4 separate regions of the Mus musculus genome follow, and all the other regions are linked to region 1. Evidence: chromatin contacts called from public targeted proximity ligation data. All regions are on one chromosome and are shown on one strand. The core of a region is the stretch at or near the end of the contact, and the rest is flanking DNA. Distances in the headings are between cores, read along the strand shown.

Region 1 (6,465 bases), core at 2,557-5,056:
ATCCATTATATATCTAGAAAATGCTTTTTTTTGATAAAAATAGAGAAGCTTGCTTAAAAATTAAAGCGCTAGACTGAGCTCTCTTGTTGAGGGGTCAGAGATGTGGGGAAGGAGAAAGGCACTACAGCAGCAGCGTGCTCACACACGAGATGCTTTTGCACAGAGCCTACAACAACACATCAACTATTTATATTACCTACATCCCCTTCTTGGTGTCCCACTTATCAAGGGAAAGAATTTTCTTTGGACATCTTTAGCATGTAGTAACAATAGAGTTCTGGAATCAGCTGTTGGAAACTATCATTAAAGCTGGTTTATCATACTCCCTAATTATTCTATATAGTCAGTCTCCCTAGAGCTTTACATAATTCTCCCTTCGTTATAAGCTTCTGTTTCTCCCTTGAGTGTTTTAAATCCAGACAGGTGAGGAAATGAAGCACTTGGAAACCAGTGTATTGTAATATCTGTACAGCCAAGCATATAAATATATACATTTTCATATATATATATATATATATATATATATATATATATATATATATATAAAATTGCTATATGGACTTTTTCCCTTTTGCCCTACTCACATCCTTTGAGTGGAATAAAGATGTGAAAAACTCCAAAAAATTTTAAAAGGCTGCACAGAAACATATTTGCTGCGAAAGGAAGTAGGGGTGTATTTAGAAACTCCCAACAAGGCCTGATGCTGTCAGCGTGGCCAGCTGATGTCAGAGGGGCCCACACACCTGCCAACACCGCGTGTCTGTTCCTTCAGCCCTGCAGAGCAGCCGAGCGAAGCAGCTAGCTGGCTTTCGGCTTTCTTGCCTCACTTGGTGGTGCTTGTGGGCTGGGGTCAGCGCTGGGATGCGCCTCCTTGTGCTCTATGGAGTGATGCTCTGGAAACAGAAACGGGTCCTTTTTTTTCCTCCAGCCAGGCATCAGGAAGCTTAGGGATGAATGTCTTTCTTTTTCTTTAGAGGAAGATTTCCGAGCTTCTTAGACGCTCCGAGTAATGTCACGCAAGATGCCTCCAGGGAAGAGGCAAAAGAGGGTGATGCTAGTAACAGGGACTCTGGGGACAGGAACGAATGTGGGCCATTTCCCCTTTTCAACCCACTTCTCTTGATGTAACTTCATCCTTATTTTTCCCCACAGCAGTAGTAGACACTCTGCTGAGCACCACTTAGGTTTTTGCTGTGCATCTCAGCTAACACTTTGACATTGGGGATTCTGTGTAAACTAGATCTCCATCTTAGATTAGGCTGTGTGAACCGAATTTATTTACATCGTTAGAAACCAAATAGAGGCCTCTCGGCTATTGTTCTCAGATTGCTCTCATTGGTCATCCCTGCCCTCCCTCTACTGACCAGAACCTTGCCCCAAAACAGCCTGTAATAAACATCAACGCTGGCTTAGCTTGGGCTGCTATCTCTGGCGGAGAGATCTTTAAAGGATGTATCTAAATGCAATGTTTGAGTAGCTTCAGAGAGCTCTAATAGAACTGTAAATATCCCCGGTTTAATTAGCAGTCCTGCAGTTCGGTAATGGCCCATAGCTCTCTGAGCCGAGCCTCTTGAGGTTTCTAGACTTCAGAGGCTGCCTGCAACTATGCTGTGTGGACCTATGAAATTTTCCTTCTCCTGTACTCTAAACCCCCAGCTAGCCTTTCCTAGACACCTACTCGCAATTATTGCAAATCCATAACTGACTACTATCCTCCGGATTTCTAAAATGATCCAGTGTTTCAGCTTAGGTCTCAACTCAGAGATACTTTAGGGCTCAGATTGGCATCCTGAGAATTAAGTCCCCTGGGAAAAGAACAATAAGGAAGAAAACTCTACCTACATTGGAGTTGATGTCATTTTTTTTTTCCCTCCAAGCTCAAGGTGATCGCTTGCTTTGTGGCTGGTTGGTGGGGGAGGAGGGGCTGTACGCTAGTTATCAGCATTTCTGAACCAGCTCTCTCAACCGCGACAGGTCAGCCAATCCCGGCAGTAAGCTTTTACTTGACAGGTTTGTTCTGGGCTGACAGCCATTGACTAGGTGCTCAGATAAGTCACTTGGCTGAGTCTACGGTAGGTGGGGCGCGCTCACCAGTTCAGGGGCAGTGACTGGAAGTTTGTTGCAACATCGGTAAGCCTAACCAGCCAGCAGCAACAGGAGATACCCTTTTGCCCCGCGAGTACAGATCTAGAAAGGGTTCACCTCATTAAGCGAAGGAGATGCGTCAATCCCCCCCACCCCCGCCCCGCGCCTCCCCCTAGGGCCCGGCCTCTTCTCCCACGGTTGGGAACGCGCGGTGTGGGCAGATCCAGAACAGGAGTCTCGTGTCCCGGCCTTCTGGCTAGCTCTATGGGTTACAAGCGAAAGGGAGGAACAGCTTGGGGACTCTCCGCGTCAGCGTGCACAAACCGGCGGCGGCCAGCAGAGAGGGGTGGCGGGGGCACGTGCTTGGATGTGGCTGCTTGTGTAACCAGCTCCCCAGGCGCTCGGCCCCGACAGCGCTCCTGCGGACGGCTCGTGGATGCTATTCTCTGCTCCGATCCGGCAAGAGAGGGGTCCAGCAGACCACACGGGAGAAGGAGGCGGGGGCGATCACCTAATAGAGCAGAGGGGACCAAGCTCCTGCCCCAGGAGCACACAGATAGGGGAATGGGAATTTGGAAAGTTCCCCAACTAGGACCACACGTGACCTCCTCCTGAAAGTAGTTCCGACCGCGGCTCATGTATCCTTCCACCTCGCCTTTGAGCCCTCCCAGGCCTGCTCGCCCCGCCCACTCGCTGGCTGCAGCTTCCGAACGTCCCATACTCCACACCCGGGCTCAGTAACCGGGTCCTCGAACATGCAAGGTCCGACAGGGTCAGAACCTGGCCATCGCGATCCAATTCTGCCGGGTTTTCATAGCGGCCACGAAGTGGGGATTGGGGGTGGGGGCTTAGCTCTTTGAAGACTGAGCTTGGCTGTGATCCGGTAGACCCACCGCTGCGGGGAGCTGCGGGTCTCATCACCGGGCGGTGGAGGGGTGTGTGTGAGGTGCACTCTATTCACGGAGACCCACTTTGTCCAACCAGGGGTGTCCTTTGGGCCCTGGAAACTCAGGGGAGATGTGAATGTACACGCCCCGTATGCACAATCATCATGCTTGGCTGGGAGCGTTCATCTTTCGGGCAAATGAACCCAGCTGCCTGGGAAGCAAGAGGCGGGGCAGGGAACCGGAGCCCGATGAGGTGACCCACGCGGGAGACACAATAGGGGTTGTTCTTTGTGCAAAGACTGACACCTTGAGGACACCGTGAGGGGGAGAGGTGTGTTATCTAGGTAAAGACTGTCGCCGACAAATCCTAGCGAAGCACTGCAATCTGACCACAGCGCAGGGCAGGGAATGAAAGCCGTTCCGAAGAAACGCAGGGACAGACGCAGGAAGGATAATCCTGCCCCTGAGGCTCCCGGAGCACCGACCAAGGCGGTCAGCTAGTGCGATCCACCTGTGAGCGGTCAGCGATTGTGCTCAGCGCACCCTCACTCGGCCCCAGCCTGTTGTACCTTTGCCGGGTCTCTCTGCGCTGAGGCCAAAGCCGGCGTAGCTCCGGGAGCGAGCCGCGGACACACTGGGCATGCTCCGCGGCGTTCCCCGCCCCTGTCCCTTCCGACGCCCCGCCCCGCCCCGCCCCGTCCCCGGCTCAGCGCCCGCCTCCCGCCCGCCTCCCGCCTCCCCTCCGGCTTTCCGAGGCGCCCTGCTCTCCCGGCGGGGCGGCGGAGGGGGCGGGCTGGCCGGCGCACGGTGATGTGGCGGGACTCTTTGTGCACTGCGGCAGGATACGCGCTTGGGCGTCGGGACGCGGCTGCGCTCAGCTCTCTCCTCTCGGAAGCTGCAGCCATGATGGAAGTTTGAGAGTTGAGCCGCTGTGAGGCCAGGCCCGGCGCAGGCGAGGGAGATGAGAGACGGCGGCGGCCACGGCCCAGAGCCCCTCTCAGCGCCTGTGAGCAGCCGCGGGGGCAGCGCCCTCGGGGAGCCGGCCGGGCGGCGGCGGCGGCAGCGGCGGCGGGCCTCGCCTCCTCGTCGTCTGTTCTAACCGGGCAGCTTCTGAGCAGCTTCGGAGAGAGACGGTGGAAGAAGCCGTGGGCTCGAGCGGGAGCCGGCGCAGGCTCGGCGGCTGCACCTCCCGCTCCTGGAGCGGGGGGGAGAAGCGGCGGCGGCGGCCGCGGCTCCGGGGAGGGGGTCGGAGTCGCCTGTCACCATTGCCAGGGCTGGGAACGCCGGAGAGTTGCTCTCTCCCCTTCTCCTGCCTCCAACACGGCGGCGGCGGCGGCGGCACGTCCAGGGACCCGGGCCGGTGTTAAGCCTCCCGTCCGCCGCCGCCGCACCCCCCCTGGCCCGGGCTCCGGAGGCCGCCGGAGGAGGCAGCCGCTGCGAGGATTATCCGTCTTCTCCCCATTCCGCTGCCTCGGCTGCCAGGCCTCTGGCTGCTGAGGAGAAGCAGGCCCAGTCTCTGCAACCATCCAGCAGCCGCCGCAGCAGCCATTACCCGGCTGCGGTCCAGGGCCAAGCGGCAGCAGAGCGAGGGGCATCAGCGACCGCCAAGTCCAGAGCCATTTCCATCCTGCAGAAGAAGCCTCGCCACCAGCAGCTTCTGCCATCTCTCTCCTCCTTTTTCTTCAGCCACAGGCTCCCAGACATGACAGCCATCATCAAAGAGATCGTTAGCAGAAACAAAAGGAGATATCAAGAGGATGGATTCGACTTAGACTTGACCTGTATCCATTTCTGCGGCTGTTCCTCTTTGCTTTTCTGTCACTCTGATAACGTGGGAGTAGACGGATGCGAAAAATTTCTGTAGTTGGGGTGACTATAACGTTTAATTCTGGGCGCATTTCTAGATCGTGCATATTGTGTCTCTTCCAGTGTATTCAACCTAGGGAGTGTTCGGCTAGACGGAACTCATGCCTCCTTGCAAGTGTCAAGGCACGGATTGTTTTCTTGTCGAGCTCTGTGGTCTCTTCTTAAAATCTATTGTCCGGTAATACAGAGTACTGTACACTGGATTAGCGAGCTCGTCAATCCAGCCTTCTAAATGAACTAAAAAAAAAAAAAAAAATAGACGCTTTGGGTTGTGCATATTTCGATTAGATCGTGACTTGGGCCCTAGATCTAGGGTGTAGATGAGATTAAAATGAAAGTCCGTGCTGCACGTAGGCATGTTGCCTCAGAATCTTGCAGTGATTGTTTTTAGTTTCCTGGGTTGCATTGGAAGATTTTTCTGAAATGTGACTTGTGGACTGATTTGCATAACTTTATAAGCATAGTCATCGTCAGCATGGACGGTGCACATTTGAGGGTAGAAGTAGTTTTGTGTGTTTAAACCGACGTAATTACAAATTTGGAGCCTGCATTTGGAAGTTTTGTAGTTTAAAATCAATAGTGCCAGAATATATATCATTGGAGCTTTTAATAGAACTTTGTTAAATTAGACTTTCTTTCCTGATGAGATGTGGGATAGGATATGAAATTTGCATTTCAGTGGTATGTTCCATTCATTTGACCTCGCCACACTTGATAGAATGGAGATCGAATAGTTTTTGATCCCAGATGATGATGTCTGTGAGTCCAGGGATGCTTGCTGTGTGTGGCAAATGACTGCAGAGGTTAAACTCAGTTCTCACATGAAATTTAAGTAGTAGCGTGAATTCGCTGCTCATATTTTTTGTTTCAGGTGCTCTGACTCGTTGGCTTATCAGTGGGTTTTAGCCTGATTTGTGCAGAACGTCAAGTATAATTTAGCCCGCTAATATCCAGACAAACTGGCAGGAATGGATCACTGGCTCCAGATTGTAGGTATGCTAGCTCTCTGCATGCAGTAATTTACTGAGTCAGCTTGTTGAATAAGACAGAAACCCAAGAATTTTAACGTTGTATAGTTCTGATTGTCTAAAAGTTAGGCCTTTGTACTTCAAAAGTTCGTGGTTTAAAGCATTTATCTTTGCAGTTTCAGGTATGGTGCTGGTTATGATCAGGGGTAGGAAAGAGAGCCCTCCTCTTTTGCAGAGTGGGAAGTGTTGACAGAAATTGAGAGCTTTGGGGAGGCCAGTGTGCAAGGTGTGCGAAAACACAAGTTGCAGGTCTGAAGTGACTGAGCCTTTAAATGATTGGGCCTTTTGGTACAACCCAAAATTTTGTTATGTGACTTGTAGCATTGAACAGTATTTAGTTAAAATTATGTAATTTTATAATTGGTGGTAAGGTATTCTTTGTAAAAATTATTTTTTAGTTAATATTAGTAGACATTTTCTTAAGGTGGAAGGGCAGCAGCAACTTGTCTATACATGTCCTGCTAATAGATCACTATGGAGAACTTTGTTTATTAATTAATTTATTATTTTTTTTGAAGAAATATTTTCATTTGGAAGAGGTTTGATGGATTACATTAGTGGCATATAAAATGCATAGCTAATTTTGATTGAGTTTTTTG
Region 2 (6,099 bases), core at 1,720-4,219, 520 kb before region 1:
ATGTAGACAAACGCATGCGCACACAGTACATACCACGCCTGCTTCTCCCCCCCCCCCCCCCCCGCACTCTTATTAGATATATGCACACAGGCATTTTACTTAGTTATAGAGCTTACTATCTTTCTCCCACTGAGCCAAGTCCCAGACCACAGATTTCGGCCGTTTCCTTTTCTGTCTTCTGGTCTATGGTGATCACTGGTCTCTGTGCCTAAGCCAAGGCCTAGAACAGGAACTCTCGTTAGGTCCAGGGCTTCCTTGGCCAAGTACAGCCCACTGGTCTAAATAACCAGGGCTAGTCTGTGTCAAATATTTAGTCAACAAAGGAGAACGTGAAAAGTTTTCATTAACTAGTATGGTGAACAAGAGGGCTAAACCACTTGAAAATAAGAATTGAGAGGTCTCAGGTACTTGTCATAGATAGGCTGCCTATTTCAAAGAAAGAAAACAGAGGTTCTAAAATACCCTAGCTTAACAAACAAATACTCTTCTGTTCTTGCCTGTTTATATAGGGTCTTCCAGGGAAACTGTTATAATGTATAACAGAATGAGACTAAAAATGGGTTTTCTTGACCATCATTAATAACCACTGTTAACTACTTTAAAGAGACATGAAGATTAGTGGATGGCCAGCTCTCACTTGATACACACCAGCGTGGCCTCGGGTGAATGAGGATCATATCTGCCCAACACCAGGCCGATGCATCCATGCTGTTATCTACAGAGAAGACTGTTGCCACAAGCTCATTACAGAAGGACATTTAAGCCTATGGCAGAAATGCATGCATTGTACTGGGTAAAATAAATATGGACGATCACATATATATAAAACAATGATTTTAATTTTGTATCTTATTTTTAAAAGCATACATATTCACAGGAATAAGAACAGAAGCCTCCATACCAAACTATTGCCAGTGGCAACTTCTAAGTACTGCTTTTTAATTTTCTTTTTATTTTGTTTCCTGGTAGTATGAGAAAAGGACTTTTTATGTAGCCCTGGCTGTCCTGGAACTGGCTAAGCCAGCCTCAAAATCAGAGACCCACCTGCCCCTGCCTCCTGAGTGCAGGGAATAAAAAGTGTGTGCCATTTTCTTTAGGACACGCATGGCAGATTTTTATGTAGAATCAGATAAAGAGGGAAGCACTGAAACTGGTGGGGCACGCCTCTCATCATGGCACTGGGCAAGCATAGCCTGTTTCAAAACAGTTATGTATTAGTTAACAGGAAACAGGAGTAGGGAGAGGAGGGAGAGGGTGGTAAGGAGTGGAAGAGCAGCATTTCACTGTGACCAAGGACAGGTATACAAGCTAGAATTCTGAAATTTGTATAAGAATGGTAGAACCATCCTCCTCTGTGGGATGCTGAGGTCAAATTCCAGTCCCAACCTGCTATGTGACACAAGTACAAAAACAAGCTGACCCAATTGCAGCCACCATCCAGAGAAGCCTACACTGAGGACACAGCTCACAAGCAGACATACCTTCTAACCTAAATCTGAAATGCCGCGCCGCCGCCCCCCCCCGCCCCCCCCCCCCGCCCCCAAAAAGGAAGCAGCAGGGCCAATAGAAGCCACCACTTCTCCAAGGAGAATGCTGTCACCAGAGCTTCAGAATGCCCTTGTGTGGGTGTGAAATGTAAGGACATTCTCTGTAAGGCTGCCTCCTTAATGTCACTGCTGTGTGTAGCCAGTGAGGCAGAGTTGACCAGTCTGTGAAGTCAGAGAGCTAACATCAAGTATGGACTCCTTCATCCTCTAACCACATGATCTCAGGCAAGGTTCACCACGGCTTCAAGCCTCAGGTTGGTTCCTTTCAATGGCCTGCCATACCTAAGTCCAGGATTTTAGTAAAGATTTTAAATATTTATCAGTGGGACCGAAGATGTGGCTTCGTGACCAGGTACTCGACTGGCATAAAAGAGGGGCCTGGGTTCAATTCCCAATACCGGAGGTAGAAGGGGAAAAAATGGTTAAAGTATTTGTCAGGATGGATAGCCACTACTAACTCCTTAACATGCCTGAAGCCTAAGCACAAAGACTTTTAAAATCACGAGTCCCCTCATTTTAAACAAAGACAACAAAGTACGGATGTCATGCTCCTAAGATTCAAGTCTGAGTGCCTCAGGACAACTCCTCCGGCGAGATCCGACAGCCACTGAGTCCACACATGGCGTCCGGGTGGATGGCTTGGGGTTTGTTCCCATTTGGTCACCTCTACAGTACTGGGGTGTCACCCTGGGGCCTTGCGAAAGCTGCAGTCCCATGTGACCTCTATTAAAAAGGCTTCATCTGCTGAGATACTTTTGTGAACTACATAAGACCTCCAGAAAATACCGCGTCCTTTCCTCTCTAGCATCTGCTTCCCTAGCTTTACGCTGGACAAGGTCAGAATGACAGCAGCCACCACAGCAGAGCCTGCATCAGAAACAGAGTATATTTCAAATAAGTTCTCATGACAATAATCTCAGCAGAGCGATGAAAATAGTAAAAGGTGAAAGTATTAATATTTAATCCTAATATGATACAAAGTAAGACCGTTTGAAATAGGAGTAGCACATATTTTAAAAGTATAGTTCCACAAGAATTAAACAGATGTCTTAAAATCCAATCTCAAAAGAAGGAGGCAGCACACCGTACCATTTCCAGACAATGGAGTACAGTCCAGGTAACACACCTACCACCAGGTCCGAGGCAGCCTCAGGGACGAGCATGTTAAGTACAAAAGCCAATGGAAGCCTATTTGGAGGGCACCCACTGGCCAAGGTTCAACACCATCTGCTCTGTCCCAAGAGAAGTTGCCTGTGAGGTGTCCAGTCAGAAGTTCCCTGTCAAGAGCACCTGGCCAGAGTCAAGCTTATCACTGCTGCTTTCCTTTTTGTCCCCTCAGGCAACCGGAAGGACCATCAAAGAGGCTGAGTCAGAGCTAAGGAGTGACATTCCAGGAAAAACAACTGTCTGGCCTGTGGAAAGGACTGGCTCCACGCCCACTGAGCACCTGTCTCTGACTCAGGGTCATCCAGATAGGCATGGCAGGCTCAGGCCATGCTCTCCCTCGTTACCTCTGACAGCTACGGTTTCACATCCAGCAACTGGCTCTTTTACATGTGTGCTGGTTTCTCAGCCAGGGTCATGTCAGGTACTAAGTTTCCAAGCCAGACAATATGGTACACTCCTATGAACTCAAAGGTGATCTCAGACCAAAGGGACAGACAGTTTAAGGCTAACTTTGAAACTGCATCATAAAATCCCAAAGCTAACCCTAACCTTACACGTGCAGGAGGCTGGCTCAGTAACAGTAGCAGCATTATGAGGGTAAACAACTTGAAAAAGAGCTGCAGTAGCCCCTCCCCCACACCTCACATCTTGTGTCTCAGCTTTTTGATTTTGTACTTCCTTCATTTTTATTAGCATAAAGCACATATAATTCATTTTCCTTCATTAAAAACTAAATCCTTAACCCTTGTGGTAAGTTTAAATGAGAATGGCTCCCACAAACTCAATGTCAGGTCCCTAGTTGGCAGAACTGCTTTAGGAAGGATTAGGAGGTGTGGCCTTGCTGGAGCTATGTCACAGGGGTGAACTTTGAGGTTTCAAAAGCCCAGGCCAGGCCCATCTCTGTCTCCAACTTGAAGAAGGAGAAGAAAAAAGTAAGCTCTCAGCTACTGTTTCAGCAGGCAGGGCTGCCTACCTACACATGTTTCCACAAACTGTAAGCAAGCCCCCAATCAAATGCTTTCTTTTATAAGTTGCCTTAGTCCCGGTCTGCACAGCCAGAGCTACAGAAAAGTAACTAAACACTCAGCTTCTCTCTTCCTCTTTCCCTCCCATTTTATAATCCATAAGGCTCTAAATCTTTTTGAGGTTCATCTAAAGCCGATGGTGAAACGCAAGGCCATTCTAAGCCTCAATCACAAATTATCAAGACGCCATTCCTGAACCTTGCACTGAAATAACCAGTCTACTGAACATGACAACAGGCTTAACTCCCCCTCCCCTCTGGGTGCCAGGGACGGAATCTAGAGCATCACAGATGCCAGGCATGCGTGCGCTCAACTGCCCAATCACACCCACGCGTACTGAGAAGAGACAGCTCAAAGGACAAAGATGCTCCACTTTGGATAGTTGTAACATCTTTTAAGAGATCACGTTTGGCCCATCATGGTGGAGCAAACCTTTACTCCCAGTACTTGTGGGAAAGAGACAGGCAGATTTCTATAAGTTCACGACCAGCTTGCTGAGCATAACAAGTTCCAGGGCAGCAAAGGCAATACAAAGAAAGAAAGGAAAAAGGAAAGAAAGAAAAAGAGAAAAGAAATCATGTTCCACCTGCAATAACTAAAACCAGAGGTGCAAAAAAGCAGCTGTCCCAACTAACTATACTGAGACAAAAATGTTAAACCCTAGACCCCTCTTGCCACTGTAAAAGTATTCGGTTAAAGCTTCAGGTTAATGCAGAGATCTACATTTACGTAATATAAACCATACCACCTCTTAATAAAAACAACAGACGACCTATAAATCCAAAGCCCCATGGATTTATCTCAACAAGACGGAAATAATACATTCAAATTTCCACCAAGCCTCACCTTGCTTCATATGACAAAAGTCTCAGCTTACCTTGAAAATGAAATACTATTTGGAGAGTAAAACTGCTAGTGTTTACTCTGGGTACTAGTGCACCAGTCACCTGTCAGGGGTGCCAAAAAGAAGCGGACAGGCTGGGAGATGGAGCTGCAGGGCGGAGGACTTGCTGGGCACGGCTAAGTTCCTGGGGCTCAGTTCCCAGCACCACAAGATGAATTACAAAATAAGTAAATAAAATCAACAGAGAAAAATGGATTTGAAAATTATTTCTGGAGTAGCTCTTTTAAGACTTTCAAATGTGACTTTTCAAAGCCATACTTTGAGATTGTAGGTGGCCATTACAGCTGACCCCTCTTCTCCAGGTCTCCTTTAAAATAATAGTGCATCATGATAATGACAATCCATACAGTCAGGAACCCCAGAAGCCTTCCCACAGAAGACAAGGGACACCAGGGGCATTGTGCTGTGTGTGCTGGTAGGACAGAGTGACAATAGAGATTGAGGAGCTGAGGTACAGCCAGCAAGGGTTCCATCAGGACTAAGGGACAGGATTCCAAAATAGCAGCCAGCCTAAAAATCTACAGAATGTCTGGATTCTTACCTTCTACCATTTACAAAAATTAAGTCAAAATGGATTTGAGTTGTAAAAAGTAAGAATTGAAACTAAAATTCCTAGAAGAGAATAATACAAGCACAAGACTTCACGGCAAGCAATTTGCCAATGGAGCTCTTGGATATGATGCCAAGAGCCCAGCCAACAAAGCAAAGCATACCAGGGTTAAATGGCAAGGAATCAATAAACAGAGTGAAAGATGGACTGCATTTGCAAACCACACATCTGAAAGAAATGGACAGCCAAATGTGAAGATCTCTTAGCATATAACACTGAAAAATCCAAATAACCAAAAATAGACAGAGCACAGTGCACTTGCACAGACGTCTGATAAGCAAATGGTCAACTGTACATGAATGTATGTTCAACATCACTAAGCATCAGGTGAAGCGAGACAAAAGCACAGGCAGAAGCGGCCTCCCACACATAAGAACAGCCATTAACAAACCCAGACAATAACAAGTGGTGACAAGTGTCACCTGACCTTTTTGCTGTTTCGTGGGTTCCTTTTTCTTCCACCTTTCTCCACCCTTCTTCTCCCTCCTCCCTTTCAACCCCCTAACACCAGGTAGGAGAGAAGGAAGGCTAGAGAGGAAGGGGACACAATGTTGTTAGAGTACTTCCTGCTCATTAGGGGCCCTGAGTTCCTTGGAGCAAGTTTGCTCTTCAACATGAGGCTAATTTCTTTTCATCTATTTGCATCTGCCTACTTGACAAACTGCAACAAACCACAACCAGCAATATCCAATCAGCAGCTAGCCCCCTTTATCGGGTCTCTAGCATTGATATATGCCCTGAAAAGTTCCCAGAATTCATATGTCACACGCTCACAAAAAAATGTCAAAAGCACACCCCAGCTAGAACATGAGGCAAATCATAGCTGCTGTGGGCAGTCAGAAGCAG
Region 3 (6,592 bases), core at 2,543-5,042, 570 kb after region 1:
GTAGTTCATGGTAGAATACTTACCTAGCAGCCACATGGATCTTGGAAGAAAATGAACTACTACTACTTTCCTACACCAATATAATTTGTAACTGCATTCTAAATACTTACACTCATATCCACAGAGAGGCATAGCTCCTAACATGTATCAAAGAGGTCTCTTTGTAACAGGCAAACCTACAACTGATCAAAATGCAGAGTTATGGAGTCAACTCACAATGAATTATCTATAAAATAACTCCTGAACCTAACACTGAAGGACACACATACAAGTAACATTACATAGACTGAGCAGGTTGTATTTATGACTTTAGGAAGACATACATATCTTCCTATGTCAGCAGCCATCTAGGAAAGTTGAAAGGTATGCAACCGACTTTTCTGAGATGGCCCACCATTTGCATGGCCTACTATGGGTGAGTTCTGAGGAAAGATCCCAAGAGACTTCATCAGAGGATTGGTTCTTGCTGGTGTTATGCCATTTCCTATCACTATTATACAGCCTAATGATTCCTGGGCATAAGCCTACTCAATTGGGCAGATTTTCTGCAGATTAACATGAAGATGTACTCCTATGTAGTTATGATATGCAGACAAATTGATGATTTCATAATTCCTACTAAGGATTTTATAAAATTTATAAATTTATACAAGTAACTTCAAGCCCTATAAAAGCTGCAAATAGGGCTCTGAAAACTTCATGCATCATGGTCTATTTGCACTAGGATAAGAAAGCAGGCTTGGAATAAATTTACAGTCAGGAAAAAAACGTTCCTTCTAGGTTAGCTGTGAGACCATTATCTGGTAACTAAAAGTCATTAACTGGGAATGGACAATTTAGTGTAGTGCAAGAACAGATAATAAAATATTGACTCACACACACACACACACACACACACACACACATATATATATACATATATATATATATTCTGTATATATATGTATATATATAAATATAAAACCTCAAAATAATAAGACATTAGGCAGATGTTTTGTCTATTGACAAAACCATGCTGACTTATGACATAAAAATTATTGCCTTAAACTTATAATGAACTTATGGCTCTAGGAGCTAGATAATGAATATTTAGTCAGGTACTAGTCTTAATGGAAAGATGTAAACATTTTTGCTGTAATTCTTTGCCATTTTATGTCATGAGCTATTGTCTTGAACGTAAGAAAGTGAAGACGTTTAGGAAACCGAGTGATCATTTATCTTGACAACGTACAAGAACTATGAACAATAAAATGTAGGTGCAATTTTCTTCAGCTTCATCCAGAGTGAGTGTTTTCTGCATGCGTGAATTTTCTCTTTTCTTTCATTTTTTTTTTTTTTTGCTTTTCTTTTCCTTTCTCCCTGGTTCATCAAGAGTTAATGAGTTTTAAGCCTATAGCCTGGTCAGCTAGAGAGGTCCTTGAGCTAGAGAGAAAAGAACCCTAGCAATTAAGCTTTTTTTTTTTTTTCCCCCTTCTTAATCCTCTGCCCATTGCCAGCAGGAGTTAGTAAAAGAGTTATAGACAGAAGAATCACCAAAAATAATGCAGCTTTGGCCCTAACAGCTGACTACATACTCCATTGCTGCCTTTCCTGTGAAAAAAAACCCCATGATCCTGGGCTGGTCACCAGCATTCCTAAAAGTGTAAATACAACTTGCTCAGTATAATGTTATGTGCTTATGTACATATATGATTATGTTCAAATATACATAGGAAAAAAAAGACCATGAATTTGAAAGAGAGCAAGAAGGGGTAAATGAGAGGATTTTCAGAGAGGAAAAGGAAAGGGGAGGGAGAGATGATGCAATTATGATCTCAAAAAAAAAAAAAATGAATAACGAAAGTAAAACTCAAGACTTCTGAGAGACGGGAGAATTAGTCTTCCCCAAGAATAAGTGCTGAATGGCTTTCCAATACCAAGTAATCATTCCTGAAATCATATACACAAGTAATACTAACTGAACTCAGCAGGTTGCATTTATATATTTACCCACACAAGGCCATGAATTGAGAGAGAATAGGGACTGGTATGGGAGAGGCTGAAGGGAGGAAAGGTGTGTGTGTGTGTGTGTGATATGATCATATTTAACTAAATTTTAAAGAAAAATGAGAAGTATGAAAAATTGGGTGTGGTGGCTCACACCTTCAATCCCAACAGTCTGGAGGCTAAATAGAAAGATTTGTCCAAGTTTAAGGCCCATGTGAGCTACATAGTGAGTTCTAAGCCAGTCTGGACTACAGAGGGACTCCTTTAAAACAGAACAAAATGGAATTGTACTTCTGGTTTTTCCTTACTACACAGCAGACACAGAAAGAGTTTATAGCACCACAAACCACATGCTTTTAAGGCTCTGTATCCTTGATGATGAATCTTGACTTTCATCCTCAGCTGTTAAATTACCACCATGAAAATCACTGCCAGTGGCCAAGTTGCATGAAATAATAATTATGTGTTTACTGTTAACCATCAGTCAAATTTAAGTACTTCGAGGTGAAATATGAAATATGAATGAATAGTCTGTAGTCCTACTTACCCCAAAGTACACCACACACACACACACACACACACACACACACACACACACACACCCTCTCTCTCTCTCTCTCTCTCTCTCTCTCACTCACTCACTCACTCACTCACATATCAATCTTTATATTAATTTTCTCTGAATAATGTTCTTGGCAATTAAAACAATCAACTGGGAAATACAAAACAGACAGTCTCAAATGACATCCCTAAAAGAGTTTAATCAGCAGCAAACCAATCCATAAGACAGTGTTCAGGTAGGTTAATGTTAATAAAAGTCATATACCTATCCTTTTACAATCATCTGTCATTGAAAATTATCCTGGTGTACAAGGCACTCTCTCCATATTCAAAGCTCATGATTCATGGCTGACAATTTCGCACATCTTTATCAGAAAGCAATTCTTAGCTGTCCCATGTTGCTAACATCTGCACCACAAAGAAATTGTAAAGACCAAAATTCACAAAAGATTACTATTATCACATTTCTTAAAAGAGAAGCAATACATTATAATTTGATATACTGATAGTTTTTGAAGCACTTTCCAATGTAAACTTCAAAAGATCATCATGAATATTTAATTTCAATGCAGCACACATCAAGTGTTCAAAATTATCAGCTGCTGGGAAACTAAATCCACTGATAAAAGAATGTAACCACTTATTAAAGCCACAAGCATGATTTTGAGCTGTGATTATATGTAAATCTAATGTCATTACAATTGATAACTGTGGGATTAACTGGGTATTTCTGCAACTTTAAAATACGGTAAACAGTCAATAGTGAGAGAGGTTAATCAGTTAATGGTTTAACAGTTGCAGCTGCAAAATGAGTCATCGTCTTTTGAAACTCGGAATTTTAATCCTGAAAGCTCTCTATCCGATAAGTAAGCACTATTTGGAAGCCTTTTATTATTAGGTCTCTTATCCTGTCTTCAGTTGCCAGCTGTGTGTGTTTCAGATTCTAAGAAAATAACAAATTCCAACTGATGAATAGCTTGAAATATGTTGTGGAATAAGGCAAAAGGTTAGGAGAGAAATTGTAGCTGTAATTATGATCAGGTTTCTATGCAGATATAAAGGCCTGAAAGTGAATAATCCTACCACTCACACACTCTAACCTAATAAAAATTGCCTAACTTTTTCATGACTTTATTTTTCACTCTGTAAAATGGGAGTTTTAATAGCAGTCTCCCACATGGGTGTGCTGTGAATAGTCAATGAGATAATGTTATTAAAACTGTACTTGCCACAGTCATGACACATACTTAAAAGTGTGTGCCAAGTGAGTGAGTCAAGAATTACACTGTAGTTACTATTCAGCACTATTCTTATTCAGATTCTGACTGCATCCTAACAGTCTTTAATAATGTTTGCCCATCAGGGTTTACTGAGTTATTATTGGTAATGGTGGCAACATTGACACCAGTAGCTTTAGTTGCTAATAGTCAAGATATGACCTATCAGTTCTAACTTTAAAAAAATTTCATAGTTCAGTGGAGATTTAAAAGACCCTGTGTCTTGTTAGGAACTCTATTGTGACAAAATGCTATGACCAAAGGTAAGTTGGGGAGGAGAAGGTTTATTGCATTTTACAGTTGGTAGTCCATCATCCAGGGAAGTCAAGGCAGGAACTGAAGGAAAGTACTTAGAGGCAGAACGGAAAGCAAGGGACATTCACAGAGGAGTGCTGCTTACTGGCTTACTTAGCCTGCTTTGCTATGCCATCTAGGACCATGTGCCCTGGAGTGGCGATGGACCCTGTGAGCTAGTCCCTTCAATATTCATCACTAATCAAGACAATACACTATAGGCCAATTAATCCTACACAGGCCTTTGCTTAATTGAGTCTCTCTCTACCCAAATTATTTTACTTTGTGTGTCAACTCCTGTCAACCTGCTTTTTTAGTTTTAGTGGAAACCTGTTTTCCCTAATTCTTATTTTCACAATGACCATGTTGATGTCAACCACTTCCATTCTAAGCTTAATACTAGGGACAGGTGACACTCGATAATTTTCAAAAGTATCATGCATGTCTCTATATGCAATAGTTTTAGAATTATCACATTTCATCAACAAAAATTCACTCTCATTTAAATATTATGTGTTTATTTTCAGCTCTTAAACCTTTTAAAATATTGTCCAAGATCTTCTAATGCACCTCTGAACAGAATCCCTCAGTGGCCACTGTTTGCCTCCCAGTGACATGATGTGGAATGTAGTGCAGAACTCTGAGGCTCAAGGTTATGATTCTAATAAGTTCCTTGACAGACTCATGTTTTTCTTTTGATCTATTTGCATGGTCCTGATTTTGTGATAAGCTAATTTTGACAATAGTGCAGACAGGCCATTATTTTGCATTATACTAAATGAATGACAGAATTGAATGTATCTTAAACTCCATTAGGAAATGGACAGCATATGTCTTGTTCTTCAGTGCACTCCCAACTCCTATCACAGTAGCTGATGTTGACAGGTTTTCAGAAAGTATTCATTGAACAGTAAAGTGAATGCCAAAAACAATGAAAATGAGAGGTAGAGAAGAGAGAAAACAGATAGTTCTAAGCCCAGTTCTAAACTAAGAATGAAACATAAGAATACTTGATTACCATTAAAAATTTAAAAAATGATTAAACTAAATCTTTTTTTTTTACAATTTTTATTAGATATTGTCTTCATTTACATTTCAAAAGCTATCCCAAAAGTCCCCTATACCCTCCCCCCTGCCCTGCTCCCCAACCCACCCACTCCGGCTTCCTGGCCCTGGCATTCCCCTGTACTGGGGCATATAAAGTTTGCAATACCAAGGGGCCTCTCTTCCCAGTGATGGCCGACTAGGCCATCGAAAAATCCTATTTTTCTTTGTGACACTATCACACATTTAGTATAGAATCTTAAGGCACTTAACATACATTTGTAATGAGTAGTACCAGTGTACATGATTTATTTCTTTTTACTTTGAAAATTTCCAATGACCCTTCATATACATTGGTACAGTAGTCTTTAAATAGTTAGGAGTCTCTCACTTTCTTACACTCATATTCTACCTACATTTGCCCCTACCGTCTCCTTATTTCCTCTATTTTTTTTTATTCCCTCTGTTTCACTAGAGATGAATGAATCTTTTCAACATATATTTTCAAGCATCAACATCTTTTTTTATTATATATCTTTTTATTAAGTATTTTCCTCAATTACATTTCCAATGCTATCCCAAAAGTCCCCCATACCCTCCCCCCACTCCCCTACCTAAGAATAGTTTAATTTGAAATGATGATGGTTTACCTGAGAAATTAGGAAGAAAACAGTTACTATACAGTCTAAAAGTTGCTTTTACTTCCTCAGATGAAGTAATAAGATGAGAGCTGTACCAAACTGTGCGAATACACAGCTTGGGCTGAGCCCAGAGTGTTTCTTTCTCTGTTCAAACTATCTCTAGACCTAGACCTGGAAGCTCCTAGCCTCCATATGATCTCATCTTCCCAAATGACTGATTTATTCAGGTTTCTCTAGGCTTCTGACTGACTTGCTCTCCCTGGCTTCATACTAACTTTGACAATATGTTCTAATCTTCTGGCTCCTTCTCATTCTCTGGCTCTAGTGTCTAGTTGTGTCAAGCTAGTGTCTCTGGCTCACCTGTGTCTAGCTTGTTCTCCCTGTACCTGTCTCTGCAAAACTGTCCCAGTAAAACTGCCATACACATACATCACACACCACATATCACCAAACCACCACACCTTTTTCTCTCTCTAGCTGCTCTTAAGCAGCCTCTCTTGCCTGCACCATTCTCCTGAGTTGGGATTTCCTATCTCTGACACTTTCTCTCAAGTCTTTTTCTAACTTGTCACTTTGTCCCTCAATTAGATGCTACTTTCAAACATGGCTGGTTTCTTGTACAAACCAACCTTACCTTCATTGTTAGGGATTAAAGGTGTGTACTAAGGGCCTGTTGTGTTTGTATTCCATCCAGGACATGTCTGCATTTCAGCCTGATCATATCTTTGGATGTGATCCCTTGCCAGAGCAGGCATGTTGCTGGATTAAAATTTCTCTACAATATAGTGA
Region 4 (6,089 bases), core at 848-3,347, 530 kb after region 1:
AGAAGTACACAGGAAAAGGTAATAGTTCCTCTCTGGATATTAGAGATATTCAAAGGGCTATCTCAGAAAACACCCCTAACAACAATAAACAGAAATCAGCTTTCCATCATGAAACTGCTCAATATTTATCTTAACATTGACACCCCTGAATTTGTCAGTAGTTTATAAAACTTTGTATTTATAACACTTTAGAAACCCTTTGGGAGTTTTGCAGTGACTAGACTGTAATTGTTCCATTCAGCTGTTTTTTGTTTATTCATTTATTTCCTGTGCCTCTTTCCTTTATAAAATCCAAGGAACAGACTCAGCGACTTCAAAGAACATAAGCTTGACTCACCTTACTTTTGCACATAAGAAACAGCAATGAACACCTTTGTTCTTCCTCACAGAACTGTGACCCTCAAAACATATATGACCCTCAAAATGCATTGAGTTAACTCACAGACTCCCAGTTATTTGTCACATTAAACATCTGGATTTAGTACGTAAACAAACTAGGTTTTACTGGTTAGAAATCATGACCTCTAGTGGCAAAAGAGATAAATAAGAATGTCTGAGCATTGTGGGTATTTATTTCACTGATTTGAAACAACTCACCTTCCTCAATGAAAGTGAGGATGCCTCAGTCCCACTTGGGAGGGAGAAGAAAACATCCACAAGTGGGGAGAGAGGGAGGGAGGGAGGGAGGAACCTGGGAGGGAAACGGTATGGGTCGGGTGGGGAGAGTGGAACATGGTCTGGGAAAAGGACTGAAGATCCGAGGGCCAGCAGAAAGAACAGAAACCTCCTTGGGAGGTAGGAGGTTGGGGGGACCCTCGAGAATCTACCAGAGACATGGGAGGTGAGAGACTCTCAGAACTCAAAGGGTGGGACCCTAGATGAAGTGCCCTTCAGTGGGGAAAAGGAACTTGTAGAGTCTACCTCCAGATAGGTCATCAAGCGAGGGATTGGGGTGGCTATCCCACAGTCAAAATTCTGACCCATAATTGTTGCTGTCTGAAAGAACTGCAGGGATGGAAATAGAGAGGAGGCTGTGGAAAATAAAGTGCAATGACAAGCCCAAAATGGGATCCAGCTCAAGGGGAGGTCCCAAGACCTGACACTACTACTGAGGCTATTAAGTGCTCACAAAAGGGACCTATCATGACTGCCCTCCAAAAGACCTAACAAGCAGCTGAAAGAGCCAGATGCAGATATTTGCACCCAACCAATGGGCAGAAGCAGCTGACTCCTGTTGTTGAATTAGGGAAAAGCTGGAAGAAGCTGAGGAGAAGGGCAACCCTGTAGGAGGACTAGCAGTCTCAATTAACCTGGATGTCTGAGATCTCTCAGACACTGGATCACCAACCAGGCAGCATACACCAGCTTATATGAGGTCCCCAACACATATACAGCAGAGGACTGCTGGGTCTGGGTCTAGTCAGAGAAGATACACCCAACCCTCAAGAGAATGGAGGCCCCAGGGAGTTTAGAGGTCTGATGGGGTTGGCGGGGGTGGGGGGTGGGGGGCATCCTCATGCAGAGAGAGGGTGCAGGGAGGTGGTATGGGATGTGGAACAGTTGGAGTGTGGACGGGGAGGGGAATAAAATCTGGAGTGTAAAAAAAACAAAAGAAAAAAATAATAATGATAATAATAAAGTAAAAAAAGAAAATTCTCCCTTTATTTTTAAAACATCTCTCAGCTAAAATTGTCTATAGCCAAGCAACAGTCTAGAATGTGATTTTACAGTTGGGCAACAAGTCTTTTAAAACTGGGATTTATAATGGAAAGGCCATCCAAGACTTAATTACAGTGGGCCTCCTGTTGGATGTCATTTTTCCATGAGTTTGGAGAGAACATCATGTGATACAATCTCAGACTCTATTAGTTCATGTTGTTGGTCTATAAGGCAAAGACCAGGAAGCAGTCCACACTATCTTTATTCTACGCCTCAATTTGCCCAAAGGTTTCAGAAAAAGAAAGCTTGCTACAAAACAAGCCGGTTTCGGTAACAGAAGTTTTAAATTAGGACACCCTACGGGCAAGAGTGAACTCCCACTTCTAGAAGAGAAAAGCTTAAGTGTGTTCATTGAAAACGAAACCTTTATGTCTTTTTTTTTTTTTTAAAGTCATAATACTTGTTTCAACTTCTAGAATTGTGACACAACCAGGCTTACTCTTCCTTCCAGGTCTGTCTTCTAAGAGATCACATGCTGGGGATCTGTGCATAGAATTTAGCCCAGAACCCTAATAAAGCGGACTAGGACAATTTACTAATCTTTTCTTCTAAGCCACGACTCTTCAAACAAAGGGATCTCTTTGGGGAATTTGAAAACTAGTCCTAAGTCCTAATACTACCAACTTGGATTTAATCATCTTGGGATGCAGCCTGCATGTCAGAGGATTTTACAAATTTCAACAGAATTCAATGATGGGGTGAGATCAGAGCTGGGGTTCTATGGCCTTTTACTGAAGTGGGGACTGGACATGCAGCAGCAAGCACCCTCTGGAAGGATTTTAGGATAGAAATGGAGGCCCCGCCTAAAACCTGTCAAACCAGAATCTGTACTTAACAAGGTCTTTAGAGGCTCTGCACACATATTAAAATCTGGAAAGCGTTGCCCTTTGTTACAGCCATTCCAAACAATCTCTGGGCAGCTTTAGAGGCACCTACGGTACCTTACAATTCATATAATAAAAACAGAGAATTACTCTTGCACCTGATTAAGAGCTGGAAAAGAAGCATATAGTGGCACTGATATGACTGCTGCCTCTGAGCTGTTTCTGCTCCAGATCCAGAGCAGACTCAGAGATAGGAAGTGAGTGTGTTGACTGGAGGGATAGCAGATAGAGATACAGAGCCAATGGCTGAACTGAGTCATAATTCATTATTGTTTACATATCAATTACTAAACATGTTTGGAAATCATCTTACTCTAGGCACACTACAGAGTATATTTTTTCCCCTTTAGGGTTTTTTGTGAGTCTTGAGAAAAAAATCTAAATCTACTATATGATATCTAAAGAGGGTTAGGTTAAACGCTTCTGAGTTTACCTGAAACTTACCAGCCTCTGTCTACAACAATGAGCACTAGGTCTTGCATGAACCATGACCACCCTTACCAATTGCCAATTCTTAAGCATGCAGATCTCAGCTTGTCAAGTCCACACCAAAAGCTCTCTTGACCACCTCACTGAAAGTAGCCACTTAACATTTTCTAAAATCATCCCTATCATTTATCATCATATAACATATGATGGTTTTATTGTTGCTTTTATTATTTCTCTGCTTCTAAAATTTATAATTCCTGAGAATATGGACTGTCTTATATAATATTGTACCAATATTCACTCACATATTCAACCAGTTTGCATTGACTATAGATTATATGCAAGCATGGTTTAAGATGGTGGTCTTAGGTATGGTAATAGTGTTTACCCAACAGACCATTTGGAATGCTCTGAGCTGGAGAATTACAAATACCATCTTTAGCTTTAGATAGTCCATATATCTCGTGTGAAAGACAGACACATATTCATCCAGCAATGGATGACCAGAGCAGCACTGAAGCAGCAAGTGGAACCAGATGGAAAAAGCAGTGATGAACCAAAAACAGTGAGTTAAAAATTTTAATTGGGGCGGCCTAAGCCACAGCAGCAGCGGTTGCCATCTTGGTCCGAGACCCGCCGAACTTAGGAAATTAGTCTGAACAGGTGAGAGGGTGCGCCAGAGAACCTGACAGCTTCTGGAACAGGCAGAAGCACAGAGGCGCTGAGGCAGCACCCTGTGTGGGCCGGGGACAGCCGGCCACCTTCCGGACCAGAGGACAGGTGCCCACCCGGCTGGGGAGGCGGCCTAAGCCACAGCAGCAGCGGTCGCCATCTTGGTCCCGGGACTCCAAGGAACTTAGGAAATTAGTCTGAACAGGTGAGAGGGTGCGCCAGAGAACCTGACAGCTTCTGGAACAGGCAGAAGCACAGAGGCGCTGAGGCAGCACCCTGTGTGGGCCGGGGACAGCCGGCCACCTTCCGGACCGGAGGACAGGTGCCCGCCCGGCTGGGGAGGCGGCCTAAGCCACAGCAGCAGCGGTCGCCATCTTGGTCCCGGGACTCCAAGGAACTTAGGAATTTAGTCTGCTTAGGTGAGAGTCTGTACCACCTGGGAACTGCCAAAGCAACACACTGTCTGAGAAAGGTCCTGTTTTGGGCCTTCTTCTTCGGCCAGGAGGAGGTCCAAATACAAGATATCTGCGCACCTTCCCTGTAAGAGAGCTTGCCAGCAGAGAGTGCTCTGAGCACTGAAACTCAGAGGAGAGAATCTGTCTCCCAGGTCTGCTGATAGACGGTAACAGAATCACCAGAAGAACAATCTCTAAACAGAGTCAACTATAACTACTAACTCCAGAGATTACCAGATGGCGAAAGGTAAACGGAGGAATCTTACTAACAGGAACCAAGACCACTCACCACCACCAGAACCCAGCACACCCACTTCGCCCAGTCCAGGGAACCCCAACACACCTGAGAACCTAGACCTAGATTTAAAAGCATATCTCATGATGATGGTAGAGGACATCAAGAAGGACTTTAATAAATCACTTAAAGAAATACAGGAGAACACTGCTAAAGAGTTACAAGTCCTTAAAGAAAAACAGGAAAACACAATCAAACAGGTAGAAGTCCTTACAGAAAAAGAGGAAAAAACATACAAACAGGTGATGGAAATGAACAAAACCATACTAGACCTAAAAAGGGAAGTAGACACAATAAAGAAAACTCAAAGCGAGGCAACACTAGAGATAGAAACCCTAGGAAAGAAATCTGGAACCATAGATTTGAGCATCAGCAACAGAATACAAGAGATGGAAGAGAGAATCTCAGGTGCAGAAGATTCCATAGAGAACATCGGCACAACAATCAAAGAAAATGGAAAATGCAAAAAGATCCTAACTCAAAATATCCAGGAAATCCAGGACACAATAAGAAGACCAAACGTACGGATAATAGGAGTGGATGAGAATGAAGATTTTCAACTCAAAGGTCCAGCAAACATCTTCAACAAAATTATTGAAGAAAACTTCCCAAATCTAAAGAATGAGATGCATATGAACATACAAGAAGCCTACAGAACTCCAAATAGACTGGACCAGAAAAGAAATTCCTCCCGACACATAATAATCAGAACATCAAATGCACTAAATAAAGATAGAATACTAAAAGCAGTAAGGGAAAAAGGTCAAGTAACATATAAAGGCAAGCCTATCAGAATTACACCAGATTTTTCACCAGAGACTATGAAAGCCAGAAGAGCCTGGACAGATGTTATACAGACACTAAGAGAACACAAACTGCAGCCCAGGCTACTATACCCAGCCAAACTCTCAATTATCATAGAGGGAGAAACCAAAGTATTCCACGACAAAACCAAATTCACGCATTATCTCTCCACGAATCCAGCCCTTCAAAGGATAATAACAGAAAAAAAACCAATACAAGAACGGGAACAACGCCCTAGAAAAAACAAGAAGGTAATCCCTCAACAAACCTAAAAGAAGACAGCCACAAGAACAGAATGCCACCTTTAACAACTAAAATAACAGGAAGCAACAATTACTTTTCCTTAATATCTCTTAACATCAATGGTCTCAACTCGCCAATAAAAAGACATAGACTAACAAACTGGCTACACAAACAAGACCCAACATTTTGCTGCTTACAGGAAACTCATCTCAGAGAAAAAGATAGACACTACCTCAGAATGAAAGGCTGGAAAACAATTTTCCAAGCAAATGGTATGAAGAAACAAGCAGGAGTAGCCATCCTAATATCTGATAAGATTGACTTCCAACCCAAAGTCATCAAAAAAGACAAGGAGGGACACTTCATTCTCATCAAAGGTAAAATCCTCCAAGAGGAACTCTCAATTCTGAATATCTATGCTCCAAATACAAGAGCAGCCACATTCACTAAAGAAACTTTAGTAAAGCTCAAAGCACACATTGCGCCTCACACAATAATAGTGGGAGACTTCAACACACCACTTTCACCAATGGACAGATCATGGAAACAGAAACTAAACAGGGACACACTGAAACTAACAGAAGTGAT

What was found.
Region 2: a targeted proximity ligation map of pancreatic cancer cells shows a contact between it and region 1. A contact is called at or near these places in 1 of 39 promoter capture datasets (pre-B cells), 2 of 484 Hi-C or Micro-C datasets (embryonic stem cells and pre-B cells) and 2 of 130 datasets of targeted methods (bone marrow-derived macrophages and pancreatic cancer cells).
Region 3: a targeted proximity ligation map of embryonic basal ganglia shows a contact between it and region 1, with 4 times the contacts expected there. A contact is called at or near these places in 3 of 39 promoter capture datasets (cranial neural crest, embryonic stem cells and maxillary cranial neural crest) and 15 of 130 datasets of targeted methods (the 230-238 cell line, the SCID.adh cell line, VIP interneurons and 12 more).
Region 4: a contact with region 1 is called in a targeted proximity ligation map of pro-B cells, with 6 times the contacts expected there. A contact is called at or near these places in 12 of 39 promoter capture datasets (the 3T3-L1 cell line, the HPC-7 cell line, cranial neural crest and 8 more), 1 of 484 Hi-C or Micro-C datasets (the HPC-7 cell line), 23 of 130 datasets of targeted methods (the NIH/3T3 cell line, the SCID.adh cell line, VIP interneurons and 16 more) and 1 of 9 other capture datasets (adipose tissue).

Annotation. Positions count from the first base shown.
Region 1 is chr19:32,753,771-32,760,235 of GRCm38.p6, forward strand. Pten (phosphatase and tensin homolog) reads left to right here and starts at 3,807. Exons shown (of 9, transcript NM_008960.2): 1 at 3,807-4,753. The coding sequence starts at 4,675. It also overlaps the pseudogene Gm36566.
Region 2 is chr19:32,239,427-32,245,525 of GRCm38.p6, forward strand. All of the region lies in intron 4 of Sgms1 (sphingomyelin synthase 1), which reads right to left. Among named protein-coding and RNA genes, the nearest start is that of Asah2, 140 kb to the left of the region's middle.
Region 3 is chr19:33,323,644-33,330,235 of GRCm38.p6, forward strand. It overlaps the pseudogene Rnls. Among named protein-coding and RNA genes, the nearest start is that of Gm29998, 65 kb to the right of the region's middle.
Region 4 is chr19:33,282,669-33,288,757 of GRCm38.p6, forward strand. It overlaps the pseudogene Rnls. Among named protein-coding and RNA genes, the nearest start is that of Gm29998, 110 kb to the right of the region's middle.